3 separate regions of the Zea mays genome follow, and regions 2 and 3 are each linked to region 1. A link is a contact called in public Hi-C data. All regions are on one chromosome and are shown on one strand. The core of a region is the stretch at or near the end of the contact, and the rest is flanking DNA. Distances in the headings are between cores, read along the strand shown.

Region 1 (3,930 bases), core at 1,100-3,599:
CCTGATGGTGGTTGCAAATCTAAAAGGTTTGTCACTAAGAATGCATTCCTTGCAACAAATTATTAATTCTCCACGGTACAGAACGGGACATCATCACAATGTCAGTGCGCAACCATAACTGAACTGCAACAATGAAGAACAGGTAGCAAACCTTATTTCTAGCAAACAGTCAGCTCAGCTTAGAAACTAACTAAAAAGAGCACGGTACTCATTGGCCTCATTAGCCATCTCTTCCATGCTCCTATCTTTCCTCTCGATGTCCAGGTCAAGCTTCTCCTTCAATTCTTTCTCCTTCACATCAATCTATTATATATAGCAAGGAAAAGGGTAAAGCTTTATTTCATTGCCTGTTGTAATGACTAATGAAATAACCAGATTGGTAGAAAAGATGCCACGAACCGCATCATATATTTCATCATTTTTCTCAAAATCCCCTTTCTTCCTTGGGATGAGGTGGATGTGGACATGTGCAACTGTTTGGCCAGCTTGAGGACCATCCTGATAAGTAATACCACTTGTTAATAATAAACTTCATGGCATCATCATAGAATGTAATATAACAAAGATAACTCCATAAAAAGCTAATCAAATGTGTGAATAGTTAGAGTTAGCATAGCATAGCTTGTATGGCATACTATAGACATATATGATATTTTCCACAATGTTCATCATCTTTACGTTTTACACACCCGAATTGGACACTTTATATACTGTATAAATCTAGTATTGTGTAATGAAAGGATGTGCTGGCTACAACAGCGAAACTGAAGCACGGACCACACCTGGATAGCAAAGGTAAGTGAAGATGCTTTGTGGTACTGCTCAAGACGTGCACCAACTTCCTTTGCAGTAACCCATAAGTCACTAATCTCATCAGAACTTAGATCGGCGAATCTTTTCACTTCACGCTTGGGGCACACAAGAACATGTAGGTATTGTCAAGGAAAAACCGGTGCATATAGAAGAACACAGTTTCCTAAACACATGATGTATCAAACTTCGAGTCAAATAAATATATCCGGGTGGGTCTATGAGTTATGACAGCTTTGCCCCGAATGACAACACAGTAGAAATTGATTCATAAAGTCAACTTGAGTTGCAGGCATACAATCATTCTGGAAGTGGAACTGTTGCATGATGTGAAAAAGAAATAATCATGTCATAGAATTGTTGATGGTCTCCATGGAAAGATGAACCAAATATGAAGTGAAGTCAGTGGCTCAACAAAACAGAACCCTCACTAAATGAGTACCTAAAGCAAACTTGATCCCCCCTAGACAGACAAGATAACCAGGTCTAAAAAGAAGAGAACCAACACAAAGGTAAGTAAAGTTTCATGAACTATACTGCAGTGAGCAATCAATAGACAGTGGCCTGCAGAAGAAAATGGTTGCGCAGGCACAACAGTGGTAAAAACTGCAAAACTAGCTTCAAAGAAATTACAGCTCTAGGTTCGCTGAAATCAAAGGATATGACCTGCATAAGAAAAGGTTCGCATTGTCAGATGCAATGTCTATTAGAAAAAAAAAACAATGCGATGCGGTGGTTTAGAGATATGCAAAGCTTAAATGCAATGTCTACAGGAAGCACTTGTGAGTAGTCTCAGGTTTCATCAGGAGAAAATCTTGAATGGGACTGTTGTTCTATAGGGAGGGATTATATTAAGTACGACGAGATTGCAGGAACTGGGTTGGGATTACCAGCCAACCCAGAAGGGCAATGCCTGTGATCCTTGCCTATTGGAACAATCCCTACGGGAGCAATGGGTGTGGCGGTACACTGTTGTCTTGCCGAATTTGTTACGAGCAGCGCATGATTCTGAATACAAAGTTTTATTTTAGCATTCTGGGACCCAACGTTAGATGAATCTAATTTCCATCAACCACGTTTCCGAGAAAGCTTTTTTTTTTTGTCGCGATGACTAGTCTCCCAGTTCCAGCAACTCCCACTCCCAAGCTAAAAAAATGCTATGGTGCAGTGAGTTCGGGAGTGGTTGCGTCTACAGTAACGAAGCAAGCATGGATCATGGAAGGCGAACTGGAAAGGGAGGGAACAAGGGTGTGTGTGTGTGTGTGTTACCCACCCGGGAGCAGCGGGCGGAGATTCACCATGGCGTAGGAGAGGGGCGTGGCGTGGAAGACCTCCCTGGCGTCGATTTTGTAGGGCCCAAACTTGTAGGAAGCCTCCATCACCGGCGGTGGAAGCGGGATAGAGCCGGAAGAGGACGAGAGGGCGCGCCGGTGCGGAGGCAGGCGGCGAAGCAAGCCAGGCAGCGGAGGGAGTGGGAGTGGGGGGAGGACGGCACGCCAGCGCAGCCGCAGCATCCTCGGGAAGACGGCCGACGGAGCCGGCAATGACAGGGTGTACAGATATGGGCTTTCATGCGGCTGGGCCGCGTTTTGGAGGCCCAGTTTGAGCTTACGGAGCCAATATGAATTTTCCTTTTTTTGTTACAGTATCATAGTACTGTTTCCAGAATGTTTCGCCTACAAAACTCGAACCATGCAAGCCCATAAACAAAAACACTTCCCGGCCCATAAATACAACAGTCCGGAGTTCCACATCCAGATTAGCATATGAGGCCCATCACGAATCTTTATAAGATCCATTGCCAAATCTCACGTACGTAGCCGTAGTAGTTCTAACAAGTCACTGCCAGAGGTCAAGCAATCAATTTGTATATGTATATAAAAAGATTCTAGTTCTAGAAAACCGTATGATTGAGCTCACTTTACCATTCATGCCCACCCAGAGAGTTCTGAAAAGGGTTTAGCGCACACGTCAACAGCGCAACACATGCATGGCATTGGCCATGCCAGTGAGAATGCAGGGACTAACTGACGACCCACTGATTAGATTTAGATCTGGCAGCAAGAAAAAAAAAAAAGAACAGCTCATTAGCATGTCCCTGCCGCTGGTAATCCAACTATTGACATGTAGACATTATGCGATGCTTTTCCAAAGCCAAAGCCCAATCAAGAGAGTCTAAACTCAGCCGGGAGGGAAAGATCGTCCTCCCGACATTATATTAAGAGATCGTAACTTGGTTCCGGTCGAGAAAATCGTTGAACCTTAGCCTCTCATCATTAACGGGCCATTACCATTCACTCTGCACCGATCCAGCTGAAGGGTGGTGCTTAAGATGTAACCCGATAGTGGACGAGACATAACGAAAGGATTTTTTTAATTAAGCCAAAAATTCGTACATACGGGAAATGGAACCTAGAATAAAGAGATGCTTCTTGGAATTACGCTAGAGGATCTTTCGCGGCTGACGAGAGTCTGAAACCGCATGAGCTTTATTCCTTGTAACAAAGAGAAGTTGATCAAGGACAGGGACTGACTGATTGACTGACCCATGCATGTGAATGTGCAAGACTGAACTGAATCCAGCTTTAAAGCAGTGCATGTGAATGTGCTAGCGGCTCATTTCTCCGGTTTCAGACGCGCTTTGATCCCATGCAGAAAAAAAACCCCCCGGCGCCCCCGTGCTTTGTTCTCTAGCAGGGAGTCAAAGGCTGGAAGAAAGATGCAGCCACGAAAGGATCGGACACTGACCGCTGTTGACACTTCTGCTGACGGTATTCCATGGCCCGACTGTCCCCGGATGGAGAACAGACAGGTCTCCAAGCATTCCGGGGAATGAAATGCATGTCTGAATGAACTGGTACTGGATGCATGCCAGCAACGCCAATTTCTATGCATGGTTGGGCCCACCTGCACGCGCCATGCATGTGCCGATCTGGTTGATCTTGATGGATCCACTAGTGCGGAATGTGCATTCTAACCGGCTACATCACCAGATTTCTACCGGCCACTCAATATCCAAGACTAAAGCCCATAATTTTAGTGTCGGTTGCAAACACCGGTACAACATGTAGTAATTTAGAATCGGTTTCTGGTCAGATCTGTACTAAAGGTACCATCTTT
Region 2 (3,983 bases), core at 1,349-3,848, 180 kb after region 1:
CCAGATCGAGTCAGTACCCCCTCCTCCTCCCACGCCTTCTGCTCCCTTCCTTCGATTTTACGTAGTTTTTGCTTTTAGTTGTTAATTACAATGTGCCAATTCGCAAGCAAGCTTTGCTGATCGCTTCCCGATTGTTGATTTCCGAGCTCGAAGGTTGGACCTTTGCATGTTCCCCTAGTCTTTCAATTTGACATCTGACGGGTCCCCTATTAGTCATTACCAGCATAACATAATGTACGTTGCTTGAGTCTGAATCACGATGTCTAACTCTGCAATCCCAGCTCATAAATTTCGGATCTTTTTTATGTCCACCGACTATGACCACGACGACTACGACACGACTAGGGTTCCTCGTAACTAATCACCCCTTCTTATTTTGGTACCACTAGTCTTTTTTACTCGTCTAAATAAATGCTCTAGTAGCCGTATACTAGTTTAGTTTGGTACTTCAATAAATAATTGAAAGCATAAACTGTCGTCCTAACAGTGTCGGCATGGTTTTAAATAGCGGGTTAAGGAGTTTAGCGGCGTGTTTCTCAAAAGCGTAAATAACAGCGGAACATAGCGGGCTAAATGAGACTATAGCGCATAACTTTTCCCTGCTGAAACAGCTATAGCAGACTACTAAAAAGTAAGCAAGGAGATGACATCCTTGAATTGACTCCCGAGATGCTGTTACTATTAAAACGAGGAAGCAAATATGCTGGGGGGGGGGGGGGGGGGGGGGGATTGCTACAATAGATAGCAGGTAGGGAAAACATAGTAGTGACCGTTATGCCATGGCCACTGAAACTGACTGAACTGAAACGGAGAAGGTCCTAATCCTCCTATCCCCCATTAACTGCTTCCTCCAACCCATGAGGGTTATTTTGGGAGCCACAAACCGGAGGGTTGTGAGGGAATTTAAATAAAAAGAGGATTTTAGTCCCTCCAACTCCTCCGATATTTTAGCTCCAAAAATAGTCCTTCGGCGTAGTTTTCCTATACTCGTGTACACAGCACACCTGTGATTTAGATCAGCTGAACCCATAGAGCTTGTTGTTTATCTCTCTCTATATATGATATATGAAAATTTTGCTATTTTATATATTCTGCACTCGGTCCTAATACGTGACCTTCCCTTATCCACCCGAAACACTGTTAGCAGATGCGATGCTATTAGAAGATTAATTAGATGCTTATGGATACAAAGCGATCTACATTTTTGAAAGATACACACTTAAAACAATCTTACTCAGCGTCAATTCCGAAACTTTTTTGTGGCCAACTAGAAAACACGTAGCCCTGAAACATCTGGCTTACATTTTGCGTTCACTTTTCCGATGGTGGTACCTCTTCTAATTAACATCGACGAGTACCTGCGTTCATAAGAGAGAGAGAGGGAATCACACCTTGGTTCAGTACAGCGGTACTGCTAAACCACTAGTAACTGGCAGGGGTTTCTGACCAGGGCTTCTTCAGTTGCACCAATCCAGAGGGGGATTGGAGGGGTTTAAATCTCGTTTGGATTGATGTAACCGAACATACCTTTAAGATGAGATAAATACCCGAGATCATCACAGGCAGGCATAGCTACACCACACCGCACATGTTTCATTGCACGCTGCATAGCTCCTGTCGAATTCAATTCGTTCCATCTCCGACGTGGAGGTTTCTGTCTAACGTTCCAGAGGCGCAGGGCGTTCGGCGCATGGCCCGTGGCGACGGTGTCGGCGGGCGAGAAGAAGGTGACAGTGGAAGGTCCGCTGTGCAGCGCCTCGGAGGTCGTCGGCTGGTTCTCGAGGGACTTGGACGACGACGGCACCACCCGTTCGGTGGCATACGACAGGCGGGAAGCCGACCTGGATCCTGCCGCTGCCGGTACGCGAGCCCGCACGACGACGATCGGCGTCTCGGGCTTCGCGTTCAACAGCTCCATTCTATGGGATCCCGAGCGGTGGGGGCGGCCGGCGTCGTTGCCGGACACTTCACAGGTCAGTCGTACCCCCTGCCTTCTGAGAATGTTAGTTAGTTGATTGATGGAGACTTGTGCTCCCGGCTAACTATGGTAGGCTGTAACTGATGTGTGGTCGCAGGACTCCATCAAGTTCGTGCAGGAAGTGGTGCTGGAAGACCGAGCTAAGCTAAGCTGAGGGGAATCCCCTCCGGCTGCTCCCAGGTCATGGTGTGGCAGTACAGCGACATGCCCAGCTCGTAACAGTAGATGGCAGCCGGATGTGAGGCGTCGCAGCCTCCTGGCCGGACGGGGAAGGGGAGGACTGGACCGGTGGAGTCGATGTAAATGCGGTGGGCGATAGCAAAAGGAAAGGGAAGAAGGTTGATTCATCAGTAGGCCGTGTATGCAAGATTGCGTTTCATTCTTCTTCCTTTGGGTCCCATTTTTCTTTCTCTCAGTTTTTTGGTCATCAAGTTTTGGGGCGCCATGAATGGTGATGAGCTGCCTGTGCTGTGATAGTGTTTTATTCAGATTCATTTTGTGATTCTTTAGCCTGGTCCTGTTGTGTTTGTGTGAGGCGGTGGCGGCCCATTGTTATTGTCGTTACAAACTTACAATAGATGGCCTGCCTTTGAGAGTCTTTTTGGGGGCCTGTTAGCGTCCTCCCCCAAAAGGTCCCAACCCGATCCAGTCCAGGCTGGACCGAGAAGCCCAGCACTCCCGGCCTGCCCTCTTCTCCCTCGTCTTGTTTCCAGAACCAAAGAAAATATAAACACGTCTCTCTTAAAATATCTTTTTTACACTGTATATTTCTGTCTCTACTCTATTAAAGCACTAATTTCAACGATCGTTCTGCATTAATATTTTTCAAACAAAAAATCTACACTTTTTTAATCAACCCGCACTCCTATAATCTCTTTTCTACTACTATAATAGGAGAGTTTCGTGCGCCCTGGTTTTCGCGTGTTGTCCCCCTCCAGTTATCGTCGTACGTTGTCGTGCTTCCCTGCATCTCTAAAACGAACTCCCGCACGCCACACGCCACACGCAGAAACCGCCTCCGCACGCCACACGCCTTCCTCCGCCCGCTGTCGCAACCTCGGAGCATGTCGTGAGGATAAGTCCCCACAAACTCTATGGCGAGCGATGCGAGGATAGGTCCCGTGAACTCCGCGTCAAGTGACCCGCCACGCCGCAACCTCCGATAGCGTGCCTGCCACGACTATCGTCGCTATAAATTTCTAGCCTTTTGCTCTCCGCGTCAGCGCAGCAAAAATGGTTACCAGCAGCAGCAGGGCTTGGATCTCCCGAGGTGGCGGGCTCTTCAGAGACCCGTGTCGTCAGTCTAGTGCTGGCGTCCGACTGCTTGCCATGACACGTCAAGGTCGGACAAGGATGCGGAGACATGGTGGTCGGTGGCTGCGACCATGGGCCCCCTCGTTGTGGCACCGGCGATGAGGAGGTTGTAGTCGAACGGCTAAGCACGGGTGCCGTTCTGTGTAGGGAGGCGTTATCCGTTCTACATCGCGCCCCATCGTTCTATGGTAGCTAAGGTACATGTACCACCAACTCTCTTACTCTGAAAATCAATCGATCTACTTAGGTCGGGGAGGTCTCGATTGATAGCTATAGATGGAGTGCTGGCGGTACTAACACTACAAAATGACCCCCCCCCCCTTTAGCAATGCATATATGTGTTGGTACAAGCCTATATAAGCGTTGATAGGGTCTATACCAACACATAATTATGTGTTGCCTATACTGCCGTTGCTAGGGGCTACTGCAACGCTTATACATACGTTGGTAAGTCATATAAATAAGTGTTGGTAAACTGCAACAGATTTTTATAAGATACAGCAACGCTTACATGTGTTGGTGCCGCCCATGACTATCTCGTCATCATAGGATGCTACAACGTTTAGATTTGTACAATGGGATACATGTATAGCCTAGACTGATCTAATCATTATTTTGTCAACATTAAAACTGAACCATCCTAATCCCAGAAAAACACACCATACCACAAGATGCAGAGTTTCACTAATAA
Region 3 (4,190 bases), core at 1,094-3,593, 240 kb after region 1:
GCCGTCTTCCGGGTCTTAGCCCGAGTCCGAGCCCTGGGGTCGGGCGGAGCGGAGTTCGCCGTCTTCCGGGTCTTAGCCCGAGTCCGAGCCCTGGGGTCGGGCGGAGCGGAGTTCGCCGTCTTCCGGGTCTTAGCCCGAGTCCGAGCCCTGGGGTCGGGCGGAGCGGAGTTCGCCGTCTTCCGGGTCTTAGCCCGAGTCCGAGCCCTGGGGTCGGGCGGAGCGGAGTTCGCCGTCTTCCGGGTCTTAGCCCGAGTCCGAGCCCTGGGGTCGGGCGGAGCGGAGTTCGCCGTGGCGCCTTCGGCAAGGCCTAGTTGCCTGTCAGACTCACTCTGTCGAGTGGCACTGCAGTCGGAGTGGCGCAGGCGACGCTGTCCTTCTGTCAGACTGGCCAGTGGAGCGGTGGAGTGACGGCGGTCACCTCGGCTCTGCCAGGGGCGCGTGTCAGGATAGAGGTGTCAGGCCACCTTTGCGTTAAATGCCCCTGCAATTTGGTCAGTCGGTGTGGTGATTTAGTCAAGGTTGCTTCTGAGCGAAGCCAAGGCCTTGGGCAAGCCGGTGATGTGTCCGCCATAAAAAGGGGGGCCTCGGGCGAGACGGAAGTCTCTCGAGGTCGGCTGCCTTCGGCCGAGGCTAGGCTCGGGTGAAGCGCGATCGAGTCACTCGTGTGGACTGATCCCTGACTTAATCGTGCCCATCAGGCCTTTGCAGCTTTATGCTGATGGGGGTTACCAGCTGAGAATTAGGCGTCTTGAGGGTACCCCTAATTATGGTCCCCGACAATTGTCTTCACCAGTTCACCTGAGTTCACCTGTATAGAGTTGAAGACATGATATAAGATTACGGGACCAAATTAGATTAGGGGCTCTTAGAAGGTTTTATTATCATTTCTATGATAATTAGTTAAAAAAACTAATGGCTCCGTCGCCCTTCCTATATGGTTATCCAAAATATTGTTTTGTATTATATATTGTACTATTTACATAGTAGAGTTTGAAATGGTATAGAGATGGGCGGATGGGTAAGCCGGTAGAGATAGACTAATAAACCTAAGTAGCTAAGTATGTCTTGAATGCACATTGACAAGAAAGTCGGGCTCAGCCTCATGTAGTTACCAGTGTTTTAAATAGCGGGATAAGACCAACTCTAGCAACGCCCCATACTCCACTATGCATCCGCATTTTGCACGTCCGAAGCCACTATTCTGCCCTCCAGCAGACTCCGTAAACCACCATGCAAAATAGGCGTGTTGTCTTCCACCTGGTATTCCTACAGTGTCTATCTCTTCTCTGCACAAGAGGGCATTCAAAAACAGTCAAGCGTGGGACCCAACTTTCATTGAGAGGGATGGGGATGCGGATACAGAGCCTATTGGACGACCATGTTTATGCGGAGCCTGCTTGTCACGCAAAATACGGATGCGAAGATGGAGTCTGTTGGAGTTAGTCTAAGAGATTTATCCCTACGCTTCTCAAAATTGGAACTATCAAGATATATCGAGAAATAGTACCATATATCATGATAAATAACATAACTTTTGCACCGCTAAAAAGGCCATATCGGCATATTATCAGCCGCTATAATCAGATATTTAAAACCTTGGCAGATACCATTCAGGATTAATAGAGAGATTCTACTTAGAGATGACAATGGGGACCCGATCTCCGATTCTCCGCGAGGAATTTCTCCATTAGAGGATAGGGATGGGGAAATTTCTTCCCCCTCAGGGATGTAAATGGGGAAAACCCTCCCCCGATGGGTAAACCGGAACGGATCGTGGAAGCATTCTCCATCCCCGTTTTCGTGTACTGGTTAATGATAAAAATAAATAATTATTTTATCAAGAGATCATTTATTATACAAATGTGTTTATTTTAATGTGCACACAATAATTTTTTACATATGACAATTTGTATAAGTGATAATATTTTATATTAATAACAAATAATGTGTGTCCTAGTTATAATTTAAGCGAGAATGAGGATCCCGTCAGATATTTATCCTGCGGAGAATGAGGATAAAAATGAAATATTCACGCAAAACGTTCGTAAGAATACTCGTAAAAAAAAATTTGATAGTAAGAACGAGAATGAAGACTATTCTCCAACAATAAATTCTCCATTATCATCCTAGTCCCAATATCATCTCCTTCCCCTCGATCCGCTGTGTCCCCAGCTGTCCAAAGTCCCACTCCCAGCTTCCCTCCCCCTAAAAAACTCTCACACATCACCGCGAGAGAGGAGGCTGAGCCGCGGAGGAGCAGCGGCGCATCGCAACACTAACCAAAGGTACACACACGCTTCCCTCCTGCGCTTCTCCCTCCCTCCGCGACTGCTCCCACGCAGCTGTTGCCCTCCGGAAATCCAAAGCTCCCGGCCTCCTGCACTGCGTCCCTGTCAGGCCTGCTAAGCTCCAGCCAAAAAATCGTTGGCCTCGGTCTGGTGCCTGCTCCTCCTGCCGTCCTCGCTCCTCCCCACCTCCCGCGGCCTCCCACGCGACATGATTGCATTGCGGGCTGCCGCGGAGCTCAGCTCTCCTGTCCTGCCACCACCACGCCGCTGACGATGCCTTCCTCTCGCCTGCCTCTGCCTGCGCACAACCGAAACGGCTAGCCCGCCCTTCCTCCCCTCCCCTTTGCTTCCGCACCAAGATTTGGGCGGGCGTTCCTTCTTCCGATAAAGTTGACACCCGTCGTCTCGTCGTGGGCCTGGCAGATACTGATAGGTGGTCTGGTTCGTGACTTGTTCAGTCCTCCTCTCCAGGTGCCGAGCCAGGGTGACTGTTCCGAGGAGCGTGGCGTGGACCCATGGGGAAGAAGGGCAAGTGGTTCGGCGCCGTCAAGAAGGTCTTCAGCCCCGAATCCAAGGAGAAGAAAGAGGAGGTGATGCTTGCCCGCCCCCTTGGGATTCTCTTGCGTTTTGCGGGCTTCGTTTTGGATTTGTGGGTGGATCTGATCGGATTTTCGTGGTTTCCCCTCTCCCAATTCCGAAGAATCCAGTCAGGTGTTCCTGGGTAAAAAAAAACCGCACCTTGTTCACCCTTTTTCTATACTTCTCAGCCGTCGTCGTACTGGTGAATTTTTGGGTTTTGCATTCTGCATTGTTGTCAAGACGGCACTTGCTCCCCCCTTTACGACTACCTTGCAGATCCGTGATCGATCAAAGCGCGGCCTTTTTTTTTCTTGCGTTTGTTTTTGTCACTAAAGTTCGGACTGAATTCTGATCACAACCCAAAACTTTGCCCTTGGAATTGACAGAGGCTAAGGAGGAAATCAGCAGCTAGCAACCCAGCACCGGTAGATCTGACCCCATCTACCTCCCTGGAAGTCAATGTTTCGGTGCCACCCCCTCCGGCTCCTCCTCCAGTTCCTCGCCAGACCGACGAGGTCAGGGTCCCCGAAGCCGAGCAGGAGCAGAGCAAGCATGTCACCCTGGAGGAGGCCCCTGCTGCTGCTGCTGCCCCAGCACAGGCGTCGGTGCTGCCACCTGGTGCGCCAACCGAAGAGCTCGCCGCAATCAAGATCCAGACCGCCTTCCGAGGTTACCTGGTAATGTGAAATCACTTTTGTCCGAATTCACCTGCTCGGTGCCATTTGCACCTGGTTTTCCCCGAGAGATTTTGATATTTGCCATCAGCAAGAAACAGGTTTGTAAAATTGCCATCAGGCCCACATTTCATAGACCCAGCTGGACCCACGATTCATAGACACAGTGTTAATTATAACACGAAGACAACATTGTGAGTGGCAAAAATCCAATTATCTCGGTTTTCCCCTTAGACGCTTAGATAAGAACAAATGTGACAGTTGGAAATTGGTTTATATGGATGCCCGCGTTACATAGCACATGGAAGTGTTTGTTTCTGGAAGCTGCTGATTAGGTCTTCGATATTTGGGGGTTAGGAGGAGGTTTGTTTTGCTTTCCTGGTTTCGTTTCCACACCGACATGACTGAGCATGCAAGCAAATGTCCATTGGTGGCTACCCTGCAGATTTTCTCTTTTCATGATCAGACTTTTAGGTGTCGGTAGCTCGCCAACCTTGCAAGTGTTAGTTGGCCAATTGCTGTTACTGTGATGTGGAGTTATACTTGTTGGCCGAATAAGTTTAGCTATTTACATGCCATACTTTCATTGTAACTACTCCGTGGGCTTAATGGGAATGTATGGCTAAAAAAGTAATTTTTCTTGCTTCAG

What was found. A called contact is a pair of places that touch in the nucleus more often than the background predicts.
Region 2: a contact with region 1 is called in a Hi-C map of ear, with 7 times the contacts expected there. The contact joins the enhancer-like site here to the promoter of LOC100279797 in region 1. A contact is called at or near these places in 5 of 25 Hi-C or Micro-C datasets (bundle sheath, ear, endosperm and 2 more).
Region 3: a contact with region 1 is called in a Hi-C map of tassel, with 3 times the contacts expected there. The contact joins the promoter of LOC100274440 here to the promoter of LOC100279797 in region 1. A contact is called at or near these places in 4 of 25 Hi-C or Micro-C datasets (ear, endosperm, leaf and 1 more).

What each region holds. Positions count from the first base shown.
Region 1 is chr6:35,938,571-35,942,500 of Zm-B73-REFERENCE-NAM-5.0, reverse strand. It overlaps LOC100279797 (bifunctional bis(5'-adenosyl)-triphosphatase/adenylylsulfatase FHIT), which reads right to left and starts at 2,349. Exons shown (of 4, transcript XM_008650356.3): 1 at 2,082-2,349; 2 at 783-929; 3 at 400-498; 4 at 9-303. The coding sequence starts at 2,324. The coding sequence ends at 187.
Region 2 is chr6:35,754,941-35,758,923 of Zm-B73-REFERENCE-NAM-5.0, reverse strand. It overlaps the pseudogene LOC109940340. Among protein-coding and RNA genes, the nearest start is that of LOC100274440, 52 kb to the right of the region's middle. Within about 2 kb of position 2,598, at least 17 of the 20 cell types and tissues checked have an H3K27ac peak or open chromatin away from gene starts, as enhancers often do. A contact at or near this core is called in bundle sheath, ear, endosperm and 2 more, where this site is marked.
Region 3 is chr6:35,702,827-35,707,016 of Zm-B73-REFERENCE-NAM-5.0, reverse strand. LOC100274440 reads left to right here and starts at 2,343. Exons shown (of 5, transcript NM_001148799.1): 1 at 2,343-2,878; 2 at 3,254-3,544. The coding sequence starts at 2,804.